Regions from separate parts of the Macaca mulatta genome. Here regions 2 and 3 are each linked to region 1. Evidence: chromatin contacts called from public Hi-C data. All regions are on one chromosome and are shown on one strand. The core of a region is the stretch at or near the end of the contact, and the rest is flanking DNA. Distances in the headings are between cores, read along the strand shown. Region 1 holds the start of SEC22A (SEC22 homolog A, vesicle trafficking protein). Region 2 holds the start of SEMA5B (semaphorin 5B). Region 3 holds the start of PDIA5 (protein disulfide isomerase family A member 5).

What was found. A called contact is a pair of places that touch in the nucleus more often than the background predicts.
Region 2: a Hi-C map of fetal cortex germinal zone shows a contact between it and region 1, with 2.4 times the contacts expected there. The contact joins the promoter of SEMA5B here to the promoter of SEC22A in region 1. A contact is called at or near these places in 2 of 14 Hi-C or Micro-C datasets (fetal cortex germinal zone and liver).
Region 3: a Hi-C map of liver shows a contact between it and region 1, with 2.7 times the contacts expected there. The contact joins the promoter of PDIA5 here to the promoter of SEC22A in region 1. A contact is called at or near these places in 2 of 14 Hi-C or Micro-C datasets (fetal cortex germinal zone and liver).

Annotation. Positions count from the first base shown.
Region 1 is chr2:160,565,083-160,568,304 of T2T-MMU8v2.0, forward strand. It overlaps SEC22A (SEC22 homolog A, vesicle trafficking protein), which reads right to left and starts at 1,703. Exons shown (of 8, transcript NM_001194575.3): 1 at 1,575-1,703.
Region 2 is chr2:160,747,015-160,750,236 of T2T-MMU8v2.0, forward strand. SEMA5B (semaphorin 5B) reads left to right here and starts at 1,518. Exons shown (of 22, transcript XM_077993801.1): 1 at 1,518-2,011.
Region 3 is chr2:160,707,154-160,710,375 of T2T-MMU8v2.0, forward strand. PDIA5 (protein disulfide isomerase family A member 5) reads right to left here and starts at 1,549. Exons shown (of 15, transcript XM_077993796.1): 1 at 1,352-1,549.

The DNA of each region.
Region 1 (3,222 bases), core at 453-2,952:
AGTATATAGCAGAACTGGTACTTCAGTCTAAGTTTCTAGTATCTACACACTACTATGCTTCATCAGTCTACCAAAACCAACAAGAGATAAGAAACCAGGGATATAGAAACTCCTATTCACTTGCTGCCTGGGTTCTAATCCTGGCTCCACCATGTAGCAGACATGTAAATTTGGGCAAGCTTTGCCTTTCTACATCTATACATTATGGCTACTAACAGTATCTATCTCATAGGCTTATTTTAAAGATGCCAATAGTATCTATCTCATAGGATCATGTAAAGCGCCTGAAACACTGCCTTGTAACATACTAAAAGCACTATATTAAATATTTGCTATATTATTTATTGATTACTCTCCATGGACCACGCACTTTATACACATTACCTCATTTAAGCCTTCCAAAAACCTGTGAAGTAGGTATTATTAGTTCCATTTTACCTTTGAGGAAATTCAAGCCCAGAAAGCTTAAGGAATTTTTTTAATCCCTAAACTAGTACGTGACAAAGTAGGGATTTAAACTCAGACCCAACTCTAACAACTCTGTGAGACACTCAAGGAAGGTCACAGGCACCCCTGTGATACCTGGGCCTCTTTCATAGACCAACATAAGATATACTTCGATTTTAACCAGTTGCACGCACACACACACAAAAAGGCACTAAACAGATGTGATGGTTTTCAACATAGGAAATACCCGAATGTCCCATTACTTTAGGATACGGTCACAGGTGTCAGAATCAAATACTGAAGGAACCTTAATATGCCAGAAATTGTAGGTACCGTTTAAGGCACCGCCTGATTCCTTCCGATCTTAGCATGTAAGCAAATATCAATAACATGAAAAGTGATTCAGAGTTTGAAAAGTGGCTGTTCCCCTGACTGAAGTTCCCAACATCTCCAGTCTGGTGGCTGACATTTTTGCTCTGGGCTAGGCTTTGCCTTGGCTGAATAGGCCCAGGAGGGACTGGTTCTCAAGCTAGCCCCCTGCCCCAGGTGGATGACCCAGGAAACTAAGCAGCAGGAGAAAAATTATCTTAAGCTGTCTTCACTGGCAGAGAGATTCAGGACAGCTGGGGCTTGTCCTTTTCTTTCGGAAGCCTCCTCCACTTGTTGAGCCAATTGCTCAGGTCTCCCTTCTGCCACATCGTTCCCAAAGTGACTCTTGAGGCAGGGTCTCAAGAGGTTTCCGTGAGCCAACACGGGCAAATATCTGGGTTCAGTGCTCACTCCATCCCCGCAAGACGTAAAGTAAGACACTGGTTCAAGTCCCATTCTGCCTAACAGAAATAGGAAATACCACCTCAAGCTCCCGCGGGCCACCTACACAGGTAGATCACCGTGTTTCTGACAACTGGGCGCCAGGGAATCCCTACCAACCTACTGACAGCCAAGTGCGACTGTCCCTCCCCTTTAGACACTCCTTCCCTGGCTGCCCAATACCCCAGGCGGCTCAGACGAGGCGCAACGGCCGCCCGCGTGGCCCCAGAGAAACCTCAAGTCGAAGTGGACGGGGTCCCTGCTTGCCCGTCCCTCCAGAGCTCCGCGGCCCCGGCTCCCACCCCAAAGGCACGGACTTGGCTCCTGCCCGTCGGGTAGGTCTTCAGTCCCGAGGGCGAAGACCGAGGCTGTCGCGGGAGGCAGGGAGAGGGAGGGGAGAGGCCGGCAGGGGTTCGAACGACCCCTAAGAAGGGAAGAAGAGGACTGGGAGGGGCCGGGTAGTACCTGTCGAGACGGGACCCGCCGCTCCGAGTGACGCACCCCGCAGTGCATTGTGGGGCCTGGGAGGGGCCTTTCGGCGGGGCTGCGCCGCGTCCAACGTGGCTCGCGCCCGCGGAATCAAACCACGCCCCCGTTCCCTCGGCTCGCCCAGGCCAATCGGATTCTGCAGGAAGGACACAACAACCCGCCCGATCCCAGGACCCGCCTTAGTCCCACCCGCTCCAGGAGAGATTGGCAGCGTCTCTCGCACCTGCGCCAGAAAAGTACAGTCCTCTGATGACAGAACTACGTTGACTTTAGAAATAGGGCCAATCCCCTCCGCTCGCCGCCCTGTATCTGCAGGCATTTTGTCTTTCACACGCGGCCCCTACAGCAGACACTTATAAAGGGGACAGGGAGAAAAGCCCCCTGTGGGTGAGCAAGGAGAGGACCTGGCCCCGTCTATACCCACACACAAGAAGGAAACAAACTATGGCAGAGAAGTGCCAGATGCCGACCCCTTGACCCCTTCCAGCTTTCGCATCGGTCATGCGTTATTAAACAGGCATTTACTGGCTGTTTACCATGTGCCAAGCACCGTGTTAAACGCGGGGTTACAGGAGTGGACATAACACTTGATGGAATTTAAGACGTAATTGGAGCAAAAGATATGAAAGCATAAATAGTTACAGAATTATAAATTGTGATCAGTACTGGGAGGGAAAATTAGTGGGTGCAATGATGAATTAATTTTGGACTGTCAGGAAAGAGACTTCTGAATAAGTGCCTTTTAAGCTGCAGGCATATTAAAGAACCTTAGAGAATGTTCCCCGTCAAGGAACTATTATGTGTGAGGTTGTTGGGGCATGAAAGAACTTCTTGTGCTCTAGGAAGTAAAAGGAAGTCAGTGTGGATGGAGTGTAGGGAGCAAGGAGAAACTTCCAAAATACAGCCTGAAATCTGTAATGTGGCCAATAAGAGCCAGCATGGTCTGGCCCTTGTCTCATCTCAGCCCAAGGTCAATGGGCAACTAATAAAGACTATTAAGTAGGATCCTATTTGCATATTTAAGAATCACTCAGGCTGTTTGTGGAGAATAGTTCGGAAGAGGGCAAGAAAGGCTGCTGGAAGGCCATTTGGAGGCAGTTGCATCAGGCAAAGCCAGAAATGATGGCTTGAACTAGTATAATGGGAGTTAGAGACAGAAAGAGGTAGATAATTTCAAGATATGTATAAATTAGAGATGGTATCCAAGGGACTTAATAACAGATTGGTTTGCCGGGAAGGGTCAAGAAAGAGGAATATTAAGGATGACTCCTTAAGTAACTAGATGGATTAAGAAGCCATTTACTGATTCACAGAACACAGGAGGAGGAGCAAATGGCTTGGAATATGTTAAATTTGAAATGTCTATAAATAGAGATGTCAAGTAGATTTGGATATGTAGGTCTAAAGTTCAGAAGAAAGGCCTGAACTAACATAGATTTGGTCCTAGATATATACTCAACATAAATGTATTCATAT
Region 2 (3,222 bases), core at 268-2,767, 180 kb after region 1:
GCACGCTTATAACAGTGGGAAGGTTCCACAGTGGGGATCAGGAGACCTATCCCCATCTCAACCTGGGACCTGGAAGAATGGTCCAGGGCTCATGATAGATTTTCACTCAATATCCTGTGCTGCCTCTTCCAACTTGATTTTCACCCCAATATTAAATGAATGGGCTACCAGACTGGTATGCCCGCACATGCCCATTTCCTTCCTTTTCTTCTCTGCGTCTCTGCCTTTGTGTCCAGAAGGTGTTTTCCCTTTGTAAGTTTCTCTCCATTCTGCACATTATGAGTTTCAGCATTTCCGTTGCCTTAGAAAGTCTATCTTTGAGGTCTTGCACTGTTTCTCTTTCTACAGTGTCTCATAAACTCCCTTCTTGGATTCAGAACCACCCCTTCTTTCCCATTATCCTGTCAAACTGCTTCTTGCCATGGTCCAGGGGTAGGAGGATGGCAGGGAGGAGGTGCTTCTCTGGGGCTCTTAGTGTCTTAATTCTTCTGCTTTATCGGGGTTTCCTTTACCCAGAATTTTATTATGTAAAATGCTTCACTCAGACTTTGTTCTAATTATCCGATTTTTGGCATACTCTAGAAAGTCTTTTGATATTTTCCTTCCTCCAACTTATCTATTTTTATTCCATAGTTCTCTTTGGTTATCTCTTAGATTCACACTTTCCTGGTTTTAGCTTTTCAGATCCTTTGTCTTTCTCACTCGTTCTTAGGTCACCTTTTTTTAAATTTTCAAATATATTTTTTGTTCAGCAGAGGGCTCCCTTCCCATCCCTCTTGCAGCCCGGGCAGCTAGGATTTGAAGCTTGCCCCCTGCGTCTTTCTCTCCCGCCTTCTAGCCATCAGAAACACTAGATCACTTAAACTTGTAAACAATTCGGCCTCGCTTGTTTTGATTGCGCTAAACCTTCCGTCCTCAGCCGAGAACGCTCCAGCACCTCCGCGGATCGCTCATCTCTTGGCTGCCCTCCCACTGTTCCTGATGTTATTTTACTCCCCGTATCCCCTACTCGTTCTTCACAATTCTGTAGGGTGCGTATTACTAACCCCAGTTTACAGCTGAGGAAACTGAGGCTTGGAGAGGTTCGCTCAATATCGTACAGTTTGCAAGGTTAACCCTAATCGGCCAGTTCTGGCTTTCCAGCCCAGCCCAGCAGCCTAGCCTCCCTCTCTGCCACTGCAGGTTATAACGGCTCTCCCACGTTTTACACAAGGTCCCTTCCCCTTCAAATCCACAGGCAGGAAGATCGTTCCGAACTGATGGGGCTGGGGAATGTGGGAGTCCGGAGTGGGATTTGGGGGAGCTTCCTCAGGCCCGGAGTGTTGGGTTGGGCAGGTCCCGCCGATGCCCCGCGAAGATGTAACATTCGAGATGGGGTGACCGAGCACTGCAAGGCGGGATGTGGCAAACGGCGGCAAATGCTCGGGGGCCTAGGTCTCGCCGCCGGAATGCCCGCCGGGGAAGGGGCTTCAGCCCACCCGGCTGGTAACCACACTCTGCAGGCCCTGGGCGGGAGTCGGCCGAGCGGCCGCGCCGCAGGGCGCCCCCTCGCGCTCCTCCGCGCGCCTCGAGGCTGGCGGGTGCAGCGCCCGCCGCGGCAGGTCCGCTCCAGCCCCCTCCTCTCTTTCGCTGCCGCTCCCCTCCTTCTCTCCTTTCGCTCGCAACTCCTCCCCCACCTCCCCCTCCCTCCTTCTGCTCCCGCGGTCTCCTCCTCCCTGCTCTCTCCGCGCGCCGGGTCGGGAGCTAGTTGGAGCGCGGGGGTTGGTGCCAGAGCCCAGCTCCGCCGAGCCGGGCGGGTCGGCAGCGCGTTCAGCGGCTGCTGGGAGCCCGAGTGCAGCTGGCGCGGGCCGGGGTCGGGACTGCACTGGAGCGCTGAGAGCTGGAGGCCTTTCCTGCGCGGCCGCCCTATTCCCAGACGGGCCGCCAGCTCTCCTGGTTCGCCCCCGACGCTCCGCGCCGCCCGGGAGTCGGGAGCCGCGGGGAATCGGGTACCTGCACCCGTCGCTGGGAGGTGAGTCCCGGGAGCCCCGGGCGCTTCCCCTGCGCGGGTTGGGGCTGCAACTTGCAAACTTCAGCAACTCGGGTGGGTATCGGGGTAGGGAGGTAGGGGTCTGGGCTCTGGCAAGTTGAAGCCAGGTAGGTGAGGCTGCGGGCGGGAGGACAGGGGGTCCCCTGGCTTCCGCGCCACCCGCTGCCACCTCGGCTTAAGAGCCCTTGGCGCTGCCGCGTTCCCGCCGCCCGCCAGCTCTGGGTCCCGGTTGCACTGGGCCCTGCCCGGGCTGTGGTCGGCGCATCGGGGCTGCAGCGGCGATGGGGACCCGGGACCCAGGCCTGGAGAAGGAGACGGACGAGTGAGGCTGAGGGACAGAGGGACAGAGGGACAGAGGTGAGGAGATGGAGGCTTAGGTAGGGCCGGCTAGTAAACAGCTCGGAGGGAGAGTGCGGGCGGCGAGGCGCGTGGGAACGCGTGGCCCGCCTGGAGTGTGAAATCTCCCGCTCAGGGACATCCCCGCTCCACCGCCGCCGCCTGCGGAGCCGCCGCCCGGATTCTTCCCAGACCCCCCTCCAGGACACTGTTGCCCTGCGGAGCACGAACTCTGCCCGTCAGGCCCCAGGGGCAGTGGATCAGGGCCCTGGGAGGGTGGAGAGGGGTGCGGCAGCTGGAAGCGGGGACGCGAGCGGCGATTTCCCGATTTATGTTTCTCATGGTAATTTGTCTTTGTGGTTGGGGCTGCCCATTCACTTTCCGCTCACGTCCTGCGGGAGATCCAGCGAGAAGGGAGGGAGCGGGGGGCGCTTGGGCACAGAGAGGGATGCAGACGGGAGAGGGGATCGGGGACCCGCGCGGGGCGGGAGCCGAGAGGGAAGTGGTCGCGGGACTGGAGGAGGAAGAAGGCGAGGCTCGAGAGGATCCGGCCCAACGGAGCCGACTCCTTTGCCCACCGCAAACTTTAAACAAGGAGGAGGACCACCTGCAGCGCCGTTCTTACCCCAAGCCCAGTCTTTGGGTCGTTCCGACTGCCCACCGCGCCAGGCGGGAGTGGGCCGCGAGTCTGGATGAGGAGAGAGGAGCGCTGGATTCTGCCCGCACCCCTGCGATCCTGCCCAGGCTTTCTGCAGAGGGGCGGGGTGGGAGCAGCCGGAGCCGGGAGAGCTGCCTACCCTGGGGTGCACTCCTTCCTGGCTAACGGAATTGGGACTGGGGGTTTGGAAGCTTGCGTA
Region 3 (3,222 bases), core at 299-2,798, 140 kb after region 1:
GGGCCTTGCAGAAGATAGCTCCCTTCTCCTGGCCCAGAGACCCGTCCAGACCAACTGGCTCCAGGGGACTGATGGCAAAATAGCGTTCAACAAACCCAGACGCAATGAAGTGACACTGCCCCACTCCAGCCTGGTTCTCCCCGAGAGTGAGAACACAGACCTAAGAGAACAGGGGGCTTCCTTCCCCAGCCGCTTCCAACCAGAGAGTCCCAGGCCACTCCTCACTGGTGATCCAGGGTATTGGGAGATGGAAGTGTTTCAAGCAACTCAACCCACACTCCTTTTCTCCTCCTCTTTGCCCAGTGTCCTTGCCACACCCAAATGGAAAATAACGGGAAAATCTGGGTTGGGGAGGGTGCCAGGAGCAGGAAGTTCCCTGGAACTTCAGGAGAAAAGGAGCCAGGATGGTCCTAAAATAAGGGAGGGCATAAGTTATGGAAAAGATGGCCACAATATCCCATCACACATCCACAGCGACACGAAGGCCAAACCCCAGTCCTGGGCCAGCAGGCACACCCATTCCGACCTCTCTCAGGGATGCCTGGAGTCCCTCCACCAAGTGTAGCAAACTCCTCTTGGAGCCCACTCCTTTTCCACTTTCGTAAGATTTTGCAGTTTACACAGCTTCTTTCTCTGAGACCTCATCCGACCCTCAGAACCACCCTGTGGGGGTACCTTTGCCTTTCTATATCATGGATGAGGAGACTAGCTCAGATACATTAAATGAACCGGCGCGTCACACGGCTAGAAAGTGGCTGAGGCTCGAGCCAGCCCCTCAGTTGGGTGTAGGAGCAGCTCCTCAGCAGGGGCGGGCTGCGTCGACCCCACCCAGCCCACCGAGCCTGGCCTGTGGGCGGAGGCCCAGGTGGTGGCCCGCAGTTTCCCAGACGCCTGGGGCCGAAACCAAGAACAAGGTGGCCCTAAACCAAGGTTTCCGGCAGTGCAGGTAGTAAGCACCCCCATCCCACCCCGCACTCACACAGGTGCAGGGCTCGGAGTCTGGGGCTGAGCACACCCGCAGCCCGCCGGCGTCCCGCCTGAGCTGGTGGCTGTGCCCCGACCTGCATCCCCGCAAAGTTGTGGCCGTGGCGTAAGCACCCTGCCAGGGATCGCCCGGCGCCCCACAGCTGCCTCCTGCCCCTGCGCCCGGGAGCGCTTGGCGGGGAGGGCACCGGGACTCCCGCTGTCTCCCGCGTAGCACCCGGTGCCCGCCTGCCTGGCATGCACGCCCTCATCCCGGTGCCCCGGGGCAGCTTCCCTCACGTCCTGGAGAGAGCTGGAGCAGAGAGCGCAGAAGGGCACGCGGGGCACACGTGCCGGCCCAGCCCGGACCCCTACCCCACAGTCTCACCCAGATTGCCAGCAGCAGCCATGCCGGCCCAGCCCGCGCCATCCCCGCAGCCGCTGCCCACCGCTGGCTCCTTTCTCCACTCCGGCGCCCGCGCCCGCCCGCCCGCCTGCTAGCTCCACCTCGGCCAACCACCACGGCTACTTCCCAGCCGCTCCCCGCCTCCGAGTTCCCGGTGCCACGTCTGCCAAAGCATGCGCAGCAGCCGGGGAGAGGCGGCCGGGAAGAAGTGCTCGCTGGGAGTTGTAGTCTGCAGCCTGGCTCAGCTGGGGGCTGCGGGTGCGGACTGGCCTCCGACGCCACGTGGCAGCGAGTGAAGTGTGAAAAGGCAAGGTCAGGGAGTAAGGAAAGGCAATTAATGCACGGGGGCTTACTCTGTGCCTGGAGCTTCAGAAACAGTATCTCACGCAGCTCACAGAAATTAGGTTTTATTTTCTCCACTTTGAGGATTAGGAGGCAGTCCAGGGAATTTAAGTACGTTGACCCAGATCACACAGCCGGTAAATGGCAGAGTCCAGTGCTGCCTGTGAAGGACAGGAGAAGCCCTCATTCCTGCCTCCCAGACTCCCCGCTGCTTATTCTATTTAACTTCAGTAAAACATTATTGAGCTGTTGGAAAACAATTTGGTGGCTCCTCAAAAACTTAAACATAGATTACCATTTGACCAGCAATTCCACTCTTAGGTAAATACCCAAAAGAGTTGAAAACAGATATTCAGACAAATGCATGTACACCAGTGTTCACAGCAGCACTATTTACAATAACCAAAAGGTGGAAACAACTCTAACGTCTGTCAAAGGATGAATGGATAAACAAAGTGTGATACATCCATCTAATGGAATGTTATTTAGCTATTAAAAGGAATAAAATGGCCCAGCAGGGCAGCTCATGACTGTAATCCCAACACTTTGGAAAGCTGAGGCAGGAGGATCATGTAATACCAGGAGTTTGAAACCAGACTGGGCAACATAGCGAGACCTCATCTCTGCTAAAAATAAAAATAAAATAGCCGGTGTGGTGGCAAGGAACTGTAGTTCCAACTACTTGGGAGGCTAAGGCAGGAGGATTACTTGAACCTGGGTTATGGAGACTGCAGTGAGCTGAGCTCATGCCACTGCACCCCAGCCTAGGCCACAGAGTGAGACCCTGTCTCAAAAAAAAAAAAAAAAAAAAAGGAGCAGGGGGGATAAAATGCTAACATAACACATGCTGCAATGAATGAATCTCAGAAATGTATGCTAATGAAAGAAGTCAGACACAAAAAGTCACATATGATGTGATTACATCTTATGAAATATTTAGAATAGGTAAATCCACAGAGACAGAAAGCATAGTAGTGGTTGCCCAGGGCTGGGGGTGGGGAGGAAGGAATGGGGAATGACTGCTTAATGAGTATAGGGACTCCTTCAGGGGTGATAAAACATTTTGGAACTAGATAGATGATGGTTCCACAACATTGTGAGTGTGCTAAATGCCAGTAAACTGTACACTTTAAAATGGTTAATTGATGTTATGCAAATTTTACCTGGGTAAACATTTTCAAAAGAGAAAAACTATTTAACCCATTCCATGTTCTAAAGCAGGGGTCCCCAAACCCTGGGCCTCTGGACAGTCTGTGGCCTGTTAGGAACCAGGAGGCGAGCGGTGGGCCAGCGAGCATTACTGCCTGAGCTCTGCCTGCTGTCAGACCAGTGGTGGCATTAGATTGTCATAGGAGTGTGAATCCTGTTGTGAACTGCACATTCAAGGAATCTAGGCTGTGGGTGCCTTATGAGAATCTAATGCTGATGATCTGAGGTAGAACAGTTTCACCCCAAAACCATCCCCTGTCCCCCCACTGTCTGTGGAAAACTTGTCTTCCACAAAACTGGTC